Regions from separate parts of the Mus musculus genome. Here all the other regions are linked to region 1. The links are chromatin contacts, called in public Hi-C and HiChIP or PLAC-seq maps. All regions are on one chromosome and are shown on one strand. The core of a region is the stretch at or near the end of the contact, and the rest is flanking DNA. Distances in the headings are between cores, read along the strand shown.

Region 1 (3,345 bases), core at 423-2,922:
GACTTCTAAGAAACCTTTTCAGAGTGCCTACAGCTGAGAGCGCGTCCTTCTTGGATGGTGACGGCAGATCCACTTCTAGCGCCCCGCTGTCCTCCTCCTCTTCATCGGAAGTATAAAGACCAGTTTCGTCTTGCTTACTTTCTCCGGCCCACTCGGCATCATCTTTCTGGGTGGCTTCACAAGTCTCCAGGTCCTCATCCAGGGCAGCGTATTCCTCTATGGACAAGCCTTCAAGAAACTCCACTCCTGCCCCCACTGCATGGGCAGTCAGGTCAAGAGCAACAGCAGCATCTGCATTGGCTGTGTCATTTTCTCCCTTTGGAGACCTGAATCCTGCTTCTTCATAGCTTTTAACAATAGTCTCTGGAGTTACAGCTCTCCAGCAGAGATGCAATGTATCAACTGCATCTAGAAGAGAAAATGTAAACTCTTTGCTACTTTCGACTGAACTTAAAAATTTCTTGATAAGACAATGCCGATATTTGATTTTAAGGCTTTTAATAACACCTTGATTCATAGCTGCAAACCCGGAAGACAAGCATGACGGGAAGAATGCCAACTCAATGGACTTTAGGTTTTTCACTTCCGGATGTGCGGGGCAAGAGTCAACAAAAATCACCACTCTTCGTTTCTGGGCTTGGAATTTCTCATCCAGCTTCTGCATCCACTGCTCGAATATGGCTGCGGTCATCCACGCCGTTCTGTTAGCTTCATAGTACACAGGCAATGATTTTATGCCCTTGAAACAACGCGGGGCTCGGTTTTTCCCGATGATCAGCAAAGGGAGCTTCTCAGAGCCATCCATATTTGTTCCGAGTGCCAGCGTTATCCTGTCTTTGCACAACTTTCCAACTGAGCATGTTTCCCCTTTGAATGCAAAAGTATTTGTAGGTAACATTCGATAAAGCAACCCAGTCTCTTTTACATTGAAAACATTTTTAGGATGATAATCATTTAAGTAATAAGGTAGCACATTTTGGTACCACACAGTGGAAGGGTCTATAGATATACCCGTGGCTTCTACGGGTTGTGCTCTGAATACTAAGCCATACCTGGACTTAAAACGATCCAGCCAACCATTGCTGCACTTAAAATCATTGTGTCCCAGCTTCTGGGCAAAATCATTAGCTTTTAGACGCAACATCGGGCCATTAACTGGAACGTTTAGACACTGAGCAATCCGATACCACCTCATCAATGCTTCTTCTAGATCCGTATAAAACGCTGTTCTCAGTCTTTTTCTCTTCGGATCAAATCTCAAAGACTCAAAGGCTTCTAGAACTTTGTCTTTGTTTTTCATAATGGAAGACAATGAATTTTTCTTTATGCCATATTCAGCTGCAATCTCTGCCTTTTTCTTGCCACTTTCCACTGCATTTATGATGTCAATCTTCTCCTCGATGGACAGGCTCTTCTTTTTCTTCACGGTTACGGGCTGAGTCCCGATATCCACAGAGGCTTCTGCCATCTCAGATGCGGCTTGTGCAGACCTTGGCTCTGAGCTCCTGGTGTAAGTTTCCGTAATCAAATTTGGTTTTCAGTAGGATACAGAGCAGGGCTTTCTACCTATCATTTCCTGTATTAAAGTTGGTAAGTACCAACAGTCTCATTCTCTAGGAAAACAACCACTAGATACATCTTTTCCAAAAGTCTGAAGAAAAATTCTATATGCGGTTAGAAGAGGCACCACCTTCTTAGGATCTTGTGTGGCTCAATTTATAGTTCTTCAGAGTTCCAGAAGTCAGGCTAAAATAGGAATGTCATTATGTCAAACCTGCCCAGTCCTGCTGGGGTATTTTTGGAGCTGCAATCCTTTAAGACGATTCATTTTATCCATGCATGTCTTGTACTAAATTCTCCACAGCAGGTTCAGAGATAAGAAACATTAAAAAATGTTCATGGAAAGATATCCCAGCTTAAGTTCTAGTTTCTTCAAGGGTACAGAATGAAAAAAAAAATGGCACACTCCTTCTACTTCTTGAAAATGCCAGGGGAAAAGGCAGAAGTTTAGCAATGTGGAAACTGGATACTGCCATGCTCAGAGCGACAATGAAAAGGAAGGGAAGAAGTTTCTGGAAATGTAGTAACCAAAGCTTCCAGACGGATGCTTGCTTCCCGAATGGCCTCGCCATTAAAAGCTCTGCTCTGTGGCTTGCATCCCCCGCTTGTGCTTTGCAATACATACTTCTAAAGTACATTGGACAAATTTAATCTGCTTTGAAAATTGTTTGTGCATGCCAAAACTAAAGAACTAAAAATGATCCTGGATAGATTCTTGGTGGCTATTTTCTACATGAGGTCACAGACTGTACCCTCTGGCTCTACAAGAAAAAAAATAACTACAGACTGCAGTCATGAGCTCAATTTTTAATAGCACATGGGAGACGGTCTTCTTCATAGGAGTCTGCTAGAAATACTTCATTGAAATACTCAATTCAGGTGATGACTATATTCCATTAAAACGTCTAAACCCTATGCTCCCTCAAAGCTAAATAAAATCCAATAATTTTTACATCAGTTTAGTATAGTCTATGAATATAAACAGGTCAGTGTTGAGAACATGCTTCATAATAAACACGTTGTTAAGGAATATAATGTAGAAAATTATCTAGACTAAAATAAGAGAGTAGAGTGATCATGTTTCTTACCCTTTCAGGCCCTCTATGTTGGTTTGTCTATGTGTGGAAAAGTGACTTGCCATAGTATGGATCTTGAGAAGTGACCACTGTTAGAACTTAAGTGGTCCTGGGTCTTAACCATTAAAGCCTCGGCCGCTTTACCTGTAAAAGGGGAGAAACCACAGGACTGACTTCATACTGCTGCTGTGTACTTAGTAAGGCTCAGTGAATTTCCTAAGAGGCACTCAGAATAGCTTCTCTCTCTCTCTCTCTCTCTCTCTCTCTCTCTCTCTCTCTCTCTCTCTCTCTCTCCCTCCCTCCCTCTCTTTCTCCCTCCCTCTCTCCCTCTCTCCCTCCTCCTCTCTGTCTCACACACACATCTTTGCACATAGACCAGCTGGGCCTCAGACTTGCCATCCTCTTGATTCAGCCTCTCAAGTGTTGGCTAGGTCTAACAACAGGAAACCACCATGCGCAGGATAACTTAATAGTTGAAGAAAGTGTCCAGCGAATGTGGGCTGATGCTTTCATTATCATGGTCTTCTCTTTTCAATTTTTTCAGCTCTAAATTGCAGATTGGGGGCAGGAATGGCACTTAAAAATAGACTAGAAACGGTGGCGTGAGGGGGGGGTCAGAGGAGGATGTTGGATTTCCTCTTCTTTACTCTCTGTCTTCTGCCTTTCCTTTCTTGAGACAACGTTTTCCATTGAACCTGGAGCTCACCGT
Region 2 (3,345 bases), core at 615-3,114, 400 kb after region 1:
CAAGAGTTCTCCAGGTACTCTGAATTCTTCAAAGTTTATGTTGTTGGAAGAAAAAAAAAAAGATATAGCTAGACACTTAGAATATAGCGGTTCTCTACCATGGGCAATTCTGTACACACACACACACATTTGGTGATACCTAAACCCATTTTAGGTGTCTTAGCAACAGTGTAGGAATATGCTATAGATGTGGAGTAGAGGAGGGAACTCTGTTAAGCATCCTATATGCACAGGGCATCCTCTGCTACAAGGACTATCTGGCCATAACCGTTCCGCCAAGACCTTTGCACCATCAATAGTTAACCCAGATGGTTGAAGGGAGATTTAAATAGAGGTGACCCTGAAGGACTCACTTGTTCCTTCATGTTTCCTTTTAAAGGTGATGCAAGCAGCATAGTAAAAAGCGCTTGCATTTAGAGACTGAAGGTATAGGCAGGCTTTGGAGTATTCCTAGGTAGAAGTTAAATAATGACCACTAACAACTCTCCTGTCTCTCAGACTCCCAGAAATAGATTCTGCTCTTCAGTTCATCTCAGAAATCATCCATCAGTTAACCAACCAAAAGGCCAGCATTGTGGATGACATCCACTCCACCTTTGATGAGCTGCAGAAGACTTTAAATGTTCGCAAGAGCGTGCTGCTCATGGAGTTGGAGGTCAACTATGGTCTCAAACACAAAGTAAGGCTCTGCAGTCCTGCAGGCTTCTTGGGGGGGGGGGGAGTGGGGGTGACTGCACTCCCAGCGCCTGCTTACTGCGTTCTAACAGTGGCGGTAGCAGGAATGGACCTACACCACTGTACTTCCTGGGGACCAACAGTGCCCTTTACATTTAGTAGATATTCAACCAAACTCGGATTCCGTGAACTTTCTGTCGCAACTTATAGTTCTCCCTAAGGAGAGGTTGCATATAGAAATGCTTTCAGGGCTTAAGGTCGCCTGGAATGTTTTCCTTCCTTAATTATAGGGTGGAGGAGCCTCTTCACTGCTCTCTCTCTCACCCACACCAACCTGTTCCTCAACTTCAAAGCGAACCTGACTGCCGCCTTTGTTTGGCTCTGCAAGTCTGTTCACCAAGCCAGGGTGGAGAGCTTCGGGTATTCAGGTGTAGAGACTTCTCAAATGGTTGGGTTTTGTTCCCTGAGGTCGTGACTGGCAGCTCTAAACGCTAGGGAAAGGCCACTGGGTAATGACTAATTCGCATCAAGCAGACAATTTGTTTGCTGTTGGTAGCGTCCTTTCTTCTCTTAGCCCCAGGTAAACAGATGACCTAAGAAATGCACGTGTGGGTGAGAGGCAGGGTGAGGCGGAAGGGAAATCTCCAGATGATACTGGAAATGCAACTTAGCGTTCTGCATGGGTTCACTGGGTTAAATGGAATGCAGATGGTTCCGAGCCACCTGAGTGGGCGGGCGTAGAGGTTGGTTCTTTTGGGAGGAGGGCTCTGCCCCAGCTCCTAGCCAAGTGTCCTGCAGGCTGCACGGTGTCCTGTAGGAAGCGCTCGTTGCCTCTGTGTCCCCGGCAGGTGCTGCAGTCGCAGCTGGATACCCTGCTCCAAGGCCAGGAAAGCATTAAGAGCTGCAGCAACTTCACGGCTCAGGCCCTCAACCATGGCACGGAGACGGAGGTGCTGCTGGTGAAGAAGCAGATGAGCGAGAAGCTGAACGAACTGGCGGACCAGGACTTCCCACTGCACCCGCGCGAGAACGACCAGCTGGATTTTATCGTGGAAACGGAGGGACTGAAGAAGTCTATCCACAACCTGGGGACCATCCTCACCACTAACGCGGTCGCCTCTGAGACGGTGGCCACGGGGGAGGGGCTGCGGCAGACCATCATCGGGCAGCCCATGTCCGTTACTATAACCACCAAGGACAAAGACGGAGAGCTGTGCAAGACAGGCAACGCATACCTCACCGCTGAGCTCAGCACCCCGGACGGCAGCGTGGCCGACGGAGAGATCCTGGACAACAAGAACGGCACCTACGAGTTCTTGTATACTGTGCAGAAGGAGGGGGACTTCACCCTGTCCCTCAGGCTCTACGACCAGCATATCCGAGGCAGCCCGTTTAAGCTCAAGGTCATCCGCTCTGCCGACGTGTCCCCCACCACCGAGGGCGTGAAGCGACGAGTCAAGTCCCCGGGGAGCGGGCACGTCAAGCAGAAGGCTGTGAAGAGACCTGCCAGCATGTACAGCACCGGCAAGCGAAAAGAGAACCCCATCGAGGACGACCTGATCTTCCGAGTCGGTAAGGAGTGGGCGCTGTCCCCTGACTCGGTGGCTAAGGGGCTACCTGGCAAGCGCTCCTGCCAATCGGAATCCTGCATTTACGAGCAGGTGGGGAGCTTCTGGTTATTTTGTTGGGCTAGTTTCTGTAGGCTCTTCCCAAATGTTTCTTCTTCCGTTTCCTCCTTTCTTTCCTCCTCCCCTCCCCCCTTTTCCTGATAAATGCAGCCAGTGAGAAGCTGAAACAAGAAGGGGGGGGGGCAGGGGCGGGAGAAAAACCAACAGTACAACGACAATTTTTTAAAAAAGATTCTCACTTTGGTGGGTGTGTCTTTGGAGGACTCCTGTCTAACCCAAATGCAAAGAGCCTTGCGTCTGGCAAATTCTTGTATTTCTGTGAAATCTGTGGGGCTTGGGCGGTGGCAGTCCCACAAACGGAATTCAGATACCTCTCTGCCTCCACTCCTGCAAGGAGTGGGAGATCTGTGGGGGTCAGTCCACAGGGCAAGCTGTGTGGTCAGCCAGCTGTGCAGAGCTGGAAAACAGTGCCTAAGACCTCTGGGTGGAGAAGGAAATGGGTTTGGGCGGGGCTGGGGATGAAGCCCAGAGGTGTAGCCTGGGCTCAGAGACCGGAATGTGGTTGCCCCTCCCTCTGATTTATTACCTGGCGCTTTTTACCTATGTTTGTTTTCACTGCTTGGCTTCCCAAGAGGAAGCGACCTAAAAGTAAACCAAAAAAAAAAAAAAAAAAAAAAAAAAAAAAAAAAAAAAAAAGGGCATTCAGACATTCTTAAGGAAAAGCAAAGCTTGCATTTTGTTTCAGAAAGGACCTGCAGCCTGCCTCGTTCTCCTCGTTCTGTCTTTACCCGCAGCCTGCCTCCCCTACTCCCTCCTGTGTCTACATCACTGGGCCTGAGAGTGCTACTGCACAGTTTGTTAACTGACACACCTAGAAAGGAAATAGACTTTTCTACCACAGAACTTCAGAAACTAGGAATCTGCAGAACTGCATGTGCGCTCGGGGAGGGAAGGAGTAGGAGACCATGCTGGCCATCTTTTCTCACCATCTATTCTCCTCAGACTGCCTGGGGCAACTCCGGCTCCTTGGCTCCTTGGAACA
Region 3 (3,345 bases), core at 333-2,832, 270 kb before region 1:
AAAATCCAAATTTAGTCAAAAAGAAACAGTATAATTTGATAAATGTTTTCATTAGTCAACAATATAGTATTATAGTTAGTCATTTTTACAGTAAGGAAATCATATAGCTTTTTATAATTAGAAAAATATAGTACATTATGTATTTACTAGCTTCGATATGACTTCTGGGGCTATTTCCCTTCAAACCAATCAATTTCCTATAGAACTGTTCATAAGTGTGGTGGGATGATAGAAAACCCCAGTGTTTATCTGAACATGTCTTTATTTTACTTTCAAATTACGGTAACAAATTCGCATCTTTTAGGTTTTCTTTCAGCTCACTGAATGTCTAGTTCCTCAACTAGCCAACATGATAACTTCTTTCTCTATTAGTGCTTACAAGATTTTCTCTGCAACTAAGCAGCTAGACCACTTACTTAGCTAAATGTGGACTCTTTTATGTTGATTCTGCCTGAACTTCCTGCTTTTGTAGGCTGACACTTCCCCCTGAATTGAGTCTGCAGCCATTATTTATGGTCCTGTGCCATCACAGGCTAGCAATCCTCTCGCAGGCCTCTGACTTGGACTCTTCATCCTCCCATCCTTCCAGTTGATGGCTTTTATTACTCTAAGCTAATTGACTCTCCTCACTGCTAAACACTTGTTTTGTTACTTAATTAACTCTCCTTCCAGACAGCCCTAAAACTCTCTCCTGCATCTTTAAAGTGCCTCTATGCTTTATCTATTCACTCCTAAGTATTCTTCTTGAGCCCTTTGAAAACAGAATTCCTTATGTAAACAATGTAAGAGTCTATCTGGACTTTGCTATAATCTTTCAGAGGAACTTGTGGTTTTAGTGTTGTGAATGGGAACACCAAACTGTCCTTTGCAGCATGTAGCTACTGCCTGTGCTCAGCTCCTTCACCTTTGAGCCACGCCTTCCTATTTATCAGCCTGATACCCTGGCACCTGAGTAGTTTATGGTAGTCAGTGAAAGAACTGGGCAGAGACTGTACTCAGATACATGGCTCACATCCTCTGATGCCATCTTGCCTCAGAGCTTCTTCCCAGCACTTCTTCTATCAGCTTTGTGTTCTGTGAGGCTCTCAGAAAGCTTCTGGCCACATGCCAAATCAGAAGAACATTCTCAGCCAAAAAGTAACAAAGATAAGTCTCCTATGAATCTATTTTCTTTCCAGAACAGAAACCAAAGGCATGCAAAGAAAACTTCAAAAACCCCAGTACTTAGGAAGCAGAGATCTCCAGGATCTGCCAGAGATGCACAAGACCCTGTCTCATCTCAGGTGGAGGGGGAGCTATCATATACAACACAGACTAATATAAATAAACCAATCTCATATAGGAACTGTAGCAGGACCAGCGGGGTCACCTTTATGTAAATGCCGGGAGGGGGCAAGGAGCCGCAAAAGCATATCCTGCAGGAGGACCTAAGTGCGGACTGCCTGAGAGAGCAAGGATTGATGCAGACAGTGCCAGCCAGTCAGGAACTGCTGTTCTTGGGACCAATGGGCATGTGTGTGTAGAGGGTATTAAAGGAGCTTGCAGCAGTTTTCAGAAGAGCTTGCTGCGGTGTTTCTCACCTGCTCCTGGAGCCTGTGTTGTTGACTCTTTACTACCTAACCTCCAACCCCCAAGGGCAGGTAGGGTCGGGTATTGAGTAATCACAGAGTCAAACATAAGAAACAAATGCATGGGGAACTGAAAGACAAATACAGTAGAAATCCTTCCCTTTGTGCTCTGGCCGTCAGATACAAGAAATGCCAGTGTTCTTTATGGACTTAGGGTGAAGCCTATTACAGACCTAAACTATCAATAATGACTTATTTTAAAATGAACGTGTAACTTTGTGCCACACGCAAAGCAAAATGAAAGCTGAGCTCTATCAAGATTAAAACCTTTCACTTCATTCTGCCAGGCAATGGTGTCACGACCTTTAAACCCAGCATTCAGGAGGCAGAGCAGTTAGATCTCTGAGGTCGAGGCCAGCCTGGTCTACAGAGTGAGTTCCAGGACAGCCAGGGCTACAGAGAAACCCATCTGATAAAATGGGTCATTTCTTCCAATGACTTTTTTTTTCAAACTAAAAGGATAATCCATAGAAAAGAAGAAAATACTTGGAACTCTCATACTGAATAAACATCTACTACTCATAACACGTAAAAAAAATGATCACAATTCAAAATTAAAAGTATTTGCTCTGGAAAATGAGCAAAATACTTGAATGGCTCTTTCTTCAGAGACAACAAACGGCCAGTAAGCACCCACAATGAAGTGTCCTTTCACACCAACCAGGAAGACTAAAATACACACATGGCTGCCCATGCGGATGTGGAGACTAGGACCCCAGTGTATTGCTATTTTGACCACTACTTGAAAAGAAACACAAAGGATTAATTCTCAACCCCTCCCCATTCACACATGCTCAAAAGAAGTGAAAATATATATCCACACTAGTTCACAATACACATTACTAACAACCAAAAAAGCAGCTCTATCAACTGATGAAAGGATAAGTAACATGTGGGATACAAAGGAATACCAAGTCATAAAAATGAATTAAGTACTGATATGACACATATCATATGATGCTAAAAATACTGTGCTAAGTGAATGAAGCACAAAAGAACAAATACTAAGTGGTGCATTTTTATAAATAACCAAAACAGGCAAACTCTCGAGCAGAAAGCCCATTACTTGTTGCCAAGAGAGGGAGATGAGGTTAGACAGTAAGGAAAGCCCCCTACGCCTGAGTGGCTGTGAGGAGTGCATAGCTGACAGACTCAGAATCCTGGAAAGTACACAAGTGTGACGTTTTCTGGTGTGTAAACTGTAAGACAATAAAACTGTCACAAATACATTTAGGATGAGATATGCTCCAAAAGCCTACAATGATGACAGCTGGTTCATGTTTAGGAGAGGGCCAAACTAGCCCCTTCTGTGTGATATACTCCAGAGATGAGCCACCACAAGGCACACAGAGTGGAAATCTTCACAGGCATCTTTGCTCTATTAGTTGTTCCTGAATATGCTACAAATTGCAGGTGTATGCTAAACAGAATACTGTAACTGCTGCTCATGTAAGCATGTGCTATAATTGCTATAGAAATATCTTTTGGTTGAAAACTGACTGTTTCAAATACAGATGTTTTTCCCACTTCATATATCTAGAGACACTCCTTTAGCGAATGAAAAACAAAACAAAACATTTTTGTGTGGTTATATTAAAAACAACCATAAACTATACCACGGTACTTGATTATTGGATATCTCAGCACTTATCCCATTTTATAAAACACTTAATCCTTTTGAATTTTTTTCACTAGTAAAAAGGAATGCTTTCAACAC

The links. Hi-C and Micro-C count contacts between places; a contact is called where the count stands out from the background. HiChIP or PLAC-seq counts read pairs in DNA pulled down with a chosen protein or histone mark.
Region 2: a contact with region 1 is called in a Hi-C map of CD4 T cells, with 5 times the contacts expected there. The contact joins the enhancer-like site here to the promoter of Tigd4 in region 1. A contact is called at or near these places in 1 of 39 promoter capture datasets (liver), 1 of 484 Hi-C or Micro-C datasets (CD4 T cells) and 1 of 115 datasets of contacts at active chromatin or transcription factors (embryonic stem cells).
Region 3: an H3K27ac HiChIP or PLAC-seq map of microglia shows a contact between it and region 1, with 7 times the contacts expected there. The contact joins the enhancer-like site here to the promoter of Tigd4 in region 1. A contact is called at or near these places in 12 of 39 promoter capture datasets (the 3T3-L1 cell line, the C10 cell line, HPC-7-derived erythroid cells and 8 more), 3 of 484 Hi-C or Micro-C datasets (bone marrow-derived macrophages, cochlea and cortical neurons), 8 of 115 datasets of contacts at active chromatin or transcription factors (bone marrow-derived macrophages, embryonic stem cells, forebrain and 2 more) and 4 of 9 other capture datasets (adipose tissue, liver, macrophages and 1 more).

What each region holds. Positions count from the first base shown.
Region 1 is chr3:84,591,901-84,595,245 of GRCm38.p6, reverse strand. It overlaps Tigd4 (tigger transposable element derived 4), which reads right to left and starts at 1,672. Exons shown (of 1, transcript NM_207278.2): 1 at 1-1,672. The coding sequence starts at 1,468.
Region 2 is chr3:84,189,415-84,192,759 of GRCm38.p6, reverse strand. It overlaps Trim2 (tripartite motif-containing 2), which reads left to right. Exons shown (of 12, transcript NM_001271727.1): 5 at 499-679; 6 at 1,524-2,247. Among named protein-coding and RNA genes, the nearest start is that of Mnd1, 35 kb to the right of the region's middle. Within about 2 kb of position 1,864, at least 97 of the 459 cell types and tissues checked have an H3K27ac peak or open chromatin away from gene starts, as enhancers often do. A contact at or near this core is called in embryonic stem cells, where this site is marked.
Region 3 is chr3:84,865,343-84,868,687 of GRCm38.p6, reverse strand. All of the region lies in intron 3 of Fbxw7 (F-box and WD-40 domain protein 7), which reads right to left. All of the region lies in intron 1 of Gm40080 (a long non-coding RNA gene), which reads left to right. Among named protein-coding and RNA genes, the nearest start is that of Gm40080, 11 kb to the left of the region's middle. Within about 2 kb of position 1,582, at least 22 of the 459 cell types and tissues checked have an H3K27ac peak or open chromatin away from gene starts, as enhancers often do. A contact at or near this core is called in bone marrow-derived macrophages, liver and microglia, where this site is marked.